Linked DNA regions of Anser cygnoides: region 2 is linked to region 1. The links are chromatin contacts, called in public Hi-C maps. All regions are on one chromosome and are shown on one strand. The core of a region is the stretch at or near the end of the contact, and the rest is flanking DNA. Distances in the headings are between cores, read along the strand shown. Region 1 has its middle 110 kb from the start of PPARA. Region 2 has its middle 16 kb from the start of WNT7B.

The links. A called contact is a pair of places that touch in the nucleus more often than the background predicts.
Region 2: a Hi-C map of liver shows a contact between it and region 1, with 3 times the contacts expected there. The contact joins two enhancer-like sites. A contact is called at or near these places in 3 of 7 Hi-C or Micro-C datasets (granulosa cells and liver).

What each region holds. Positions count from the first base shown.
Region 1 is chr1:73,128,277-73,130,835 of Taihu_goose_T2T_genome, forward strand. No RefSeq gene overlaps it. Among named protein-coding and RNA genes, the nearest start is that of PPARA, 110 kb to the left of the region's middle. Within about 2 kb of position 1,290, at least 2 of the 3 cell types and tissues checked have open chromatin away from gene starts, as enhancers often do. A contact at or near this core is called in liver, where this site is marked.
Region 2 is chr1:73,376,496-73,379,054 of Taihu_goose_T2T_genome, forward strand. No RefSeq gene overlaps it. Among named protein-coding and RNA genes, the nearest start is that of WNT7B, 16 kb to the right of the region's middle. Within about 2 kb of position 1,281, at least 3 of the 3 cell types and tissues checked have open chromatin away from gene starts, as enhancers often do. A contact at or near this core is called in liver, where this site is marked.

The DNA.
Region 1 (2,559 bases), core at 40-2,539:
GGGGGGGGGGGGGGGGCATCTAGATTTGTTTTCTTATTTACTTAACTTCGTGGATATAAATAAAATTAAAGGAAAAGATTCAAATATTTTACGTAAGTGTCCAGATTTTTCAGTGTAGAGGAAAGCATTCTGTTTTACAAATACATATGAAAGGACTAGATTTCTCATAGAGGGTCTTTAAAATATATTTTTTTCTAGCTACTTTAATTTGCACATGCACTTGTCTAAATAAAGCATACAGAGTTAAGTATTACAGGTCTGCCAATTTCAGAGTAGTTATAAATCTTAAACGTGCAATGCTCTGCCAGATTGTACCTAACTCAGAACATATATAACCGTATGCTACTTTGCTCTATAAATGGCATTACTCATATATTGAAGCAATATACTTAAATAAATTCCTTCGTTAACACCCGAAGAGCAAGAGAAAGAGAGTGGGAGTGAGCGTGAGCATGTGCCCGTGCACACACACAGGAGATATAGGAGAAAATACACTTACGGACCTTTAAAGGATATCCAAAATAGTACTTTAAATTATAAATTTAAATTATAAACTCATCCTGAACAATTCCAGGTACTACACGAATTTAAATACGAACCCTGGAAATCTTCACGTCCAAATTCACGTTGCTAAGACAGTCAGGAAAGGCAATTGCAATGAGCTACAGTTACTGAAGATCATCACATAGTTACCTCAGGAATATTAGTCAAGAAGGGCGAGCGTGTACACTGATGCACAGGCGTACGAGTAGCAAAAAAACCCACGGCCGTGTTACCAGCTGCGCTGTAACTGTTCTGCAGTAACTGTAACTGCTCTTTAACAACGCTGCAAGCACGCTGAAATATAAAATAGATGTAAAAAAAACTTGCACCGCCCAACTTTGTTTGTATCTTTCCTTGAGCTTCCTTCTATTAAAAAAAAAAAAAAAAAAGAGGTGGGGGGGGAGAATTGCCATTGAAGCACGAAGCTACATTGCAATCAATGAAGGCGCGACTGGCACAAGTCCTAGAACATTTGCATTCAGAAATAAAAGCTGTGATCGACCTTTGTCTGCGCAGAAAACGAAGCTTCGCCGGCTTTCGACAGCCGAGCGAAGGGAGGGGCCGGCTTGGCAGGGAGGGCGAATAACCCCCACCGAAAATAAAAAAATAAATAAATCCCAAACCCACCGGGGGCAGGGAGCCCCGGGGGCGTCGAGCCCCGCGTCCCTCCGGCAGACGGCTGGAGGCGAGGGGCAGCGCGGTGCACGCTGACTTTCCCAAACTTGCTGCTGCCGCCCCGCGAGGCTCGGGCAGGGGGCAGCCCAGGGCCGGCTCCGGCTTCACCTCGCAGGGAAGGGGAGGCAGGCAGGCAGGAGGGCAGGCGGCGAGCCGGCGGCTCCCCCCGGGCACACGCAGGCCTGCGAGGAAGGGCAGGCGGTCCTTACCTCGGCGGCTCCTCCGCACGCTGCCCCTGCCACAAGTGCCCCTGCTGCCAGCTCCCTGCGACAACAATGGGAGGCTGCGAGGGGTGGCATGGAGGGGAAGGGAAGGGAGAGAGGAGGGAGAAGGGGAGGGAGAGAGGAGGGGAGGGAGGGGAAAGAGAGAAGCGTGTTAAGCTTGTCTGGTAGTTAACAAGTCTTGAATGAAGAATGTTAGCAAACAGACAAACAGCATGTCTGATGCATGCTAATAGTCCTGGCTTCACCGCTGACACTATGAATAATTCAGCAGAGAGGAAGGAGGAAAAAAAAAAAAAAGCGCACCCTCCACCCTGCCTTCACGCTTTCAAACGTCTGCAGAGAAAACGAGAATAAAAGTATGCCGCAACTCTCCCCTTTCAACGCACGGCTACGGAAATATTCCGAAAAAAAAGGCCAGCTAGGCACCACTACTCTCGCCAGGGCTGCCTCTCAGAGATCTGCGACTCCTATTTTTCTTGGCTATTAATTTCCCCCCCTCCCTCTTTACCGCCTATTTTACTTCTTTTGTCTAGGAGCTGGCACCTGTCCCAGAGACGGCATTTTACTGCACATCCCCTCTTCCCTCCTCAGCAGGGAGAGGCTCGCAGGGAGTAGGCAGCCTTTGTACCCCCTGTCTCCACAGCAGCACTACCCACGTTTCCATTTCAGATTGCAAGGGGCTTGGAGGGACATCAGCCGCCCTATTTCATGTGGCAGAGATACCTAAAGCCACTAAAAATATATTCGTACCAAAGAGAAAGAGAAAGCCAGAGAACTAGCGGCTTGTTCTGTAGGCAGCGCAGTGCACTGATGCTAGGGGAGGGGGGGGGGGAAACCACAAGTAAAAGGCTTCGTTCTCACAGCATACAAACTAGCAAAGCCCGATTCATCGCTCAGTCAAAGAAATCAATTTCTTTAACAAGGAAAAAGAGAGGGAGAGGAGAGGGAGAGAGAGAAAAGGATCAGCGGAGGGGAAAATACTTGGAGCTTTAACCTCCACATTGCGACGTACAGTACAGCCAAGCAAAGCCCAAAAGAGATGGAAAATTAGCCCAGCTCTTACACAGTGAAAGCGGAGGGTTAAATAAAGCAGAGAGAGGGAGGGAGGGAAAGAAGA
Region 2 (2,559 bases), core at 31-2,530, 250 kb after region 1:
CTGCGCCGAACTGTTGCTCAGGTCTTCCTCTGCGACGCCCGCACCACGGAGGGGATAGAGCTTTTGAAGGTTTTATTTTGTTTTCCTGCAATGTCTGTTGTCTTTTCTGCACAAGGCAGCGATCATATCGCTCCATATTAGGCCTTGTAAAACATTTCCGTGTTAAATACGGGGTGTGCCAAAGGCTGAGATATTCTGATGTTTATTTTATACAAAAATGCATCCTTATACACATCGGGGACAAATTAGACCCGAGCTAATGTGAAGTCAGTAGAAACAGCAGTTTTTCTAGCCAGGCATTGTCTTTATGCCTGGTTTATACAGTGCTTAGCAAAATGGATTAAGCGCACTGATCCCTCGGTGAATCTAAGCAGTATGATAAACTGCAGTGATAAAATATGACCGTACCATTCTTCACATACCTCCACATTATTTTCTAATGGTACATTCCCCAGTTATTACCTCTGCTCGTGACTAACTACTGCAGGGCTGCCAGAATCAAAACATATGGTCTAACCCAGGAAAAAAAAAAAAAAAAGTTTCTTATCCCACTACTGCCCTACCTCTTCAGAAGTAATAAAAAATGTAGCATTCATGAGTCTGAACGTGCAGCTCCTCTACCACTAAGCTCATTGAAAAATGTAACGTGCGAACAATGCCCTTATTTTTAAGTAATTGGTCTGATTTCAGCTACCTTGCCTTTAAAATAGCCTATTGTGTATTAGGCCGCTGAATATGATTTTTTTTTTTTTTTTTTTAGTTAGGAGGTAAAGAGCAGGCAGCGGTCTTCTGACTTTATAATATACAGTTTGATAATTCCTTAGAATTAACAAAGCATGAAACAAAAAGAGAAACAGGAAAAGTCGTTCGCTCCATGGAAGCCTTCCTCACAAGCAGTCGCCACGTAGGCCCCGCTTCTCGTGCAGTACAGACATAAATAAATGCATAAGCTAAGGGGCAAAGGAGTAGGTACAGTGACACCGAGCATCCCTCGGGGACCTTGACAGGGCCATGCGGGTGCCATGAGGGCAGGTGACTGCTGCCACGGCCAGCACGCCGGGATCAGACCGGACGAGCCCTCAGGAGGGGCGCAAACACCCACGGGCTCCCGCTGCCCTCCGCGGCCCCAGCGCCGGGGCAGAGGGCGTGCTGGGGGCGGCCGCCTGCTGTTAGGGCGGGCGGGCGGCCGGCGGCCATCTGCCGGCAGGCTGCAGCACGCACCGACCGGGAGGGGCGCGGTGGGAAGCCCGGAGCGGCGAAGGGGGGAGGAAGAAAATGGAGGAAGGCGAGGGGAAGGCGGGCTTGGGGCGGTCGCCAGCTGGGCAGGGCTGAGGCTGCGCCAGCGCTCTGCGTGGCGGCAGCCTCGTAGCGGGACAGATCGACGGCAGCGCCCGGGGGGGGGCTTTGGCGGTACGGGGTGGGCACCCCTGCGTGGCCCCCGCCGTGCTCACTGTCCGGAGCCCCCCGGGGCCGGTGCGGTCCCCGCGGGGCCCCGAGGGAGGGCAGCGCAGGCAGGGGCGGGAAGCGTCAGCAGCGCCTTCCAGAAAGTTCCCCGCGCCCTGAGTGACTGACAGGGCGGGGCAGGGCGCCCTCTGCCGCCTCGCCGTGCTTTTGGGGCCGGGGAACCGCACACGGGATTTTAGTGCTTTCTCGGGGGGGGGGGAAAGTCTTTTAAATAAGCCGAGTCCTCATCCCACAGTATATCCCCCCCCGCCCCACACCTGCTGTTTGTGTAGTTTTTGTCGAGATGGAAGCACGCCGTGTGCCTTCTATGTATAGCTTTAGCACTTCCAAGACAAAAGTGCCGAGTAGAAGTAGAAGTCGACTTAAAAGATGACCACGGCCTGCGTAGAATTTTTCGCTCTTTTTAAAAGTGCATGCTCATTTAATAAAACCTTTATGCTGGTTTACAGTTCCATTAAAATGGCTCTGGCTATCAGATCGCAAATAGCGAAAATGTAAATTTGGCTTGTCATAGTTTAAAATATTCTTGTGATGTCATGAAATGACGGCTTATAAAATATTTTCATTTAATTAGGAAGCACTAAGAGGATTTCTAGAGAAAAAAAAAAAAAAGAGGAAGCTCACTCTGAATTATTTATGTGCTGTGAACTACCATTGTTGCTTCTGAAGCTTTTTAAGTACAAAAATGCAGGCTTTATCCGTTTTCATTTTTAGGCCCTAATTCTTTAATTATTCAGGCATGCAAATGCTTGTGAACAGGGATTAATTATGCAGGTAATCAAGGTTTTATTCCAAGTTTACTCTTGAAAAGCAATGAATATTTGTTATTATGTATACTCTGCCTGACACCATTCATATTAATATACCAAAGTAAGGTTTTAAGGGTATATTAATGTTTTGGAATTTCATAAATGGAAAAAAGTGCACAGATGAATTTGTGCCATGCATAAACTGAAGAACACGTTTTGTTGCAGCGTCACTATGGTCAGTTAGCAGGACTCACTTATCTACAAGAGATGAGAGCATACTCTGTCAGGATCTTTGTTCACTATCTTCTGCCTTTTGCAATGAAGATGTACCACATTATATACAGCA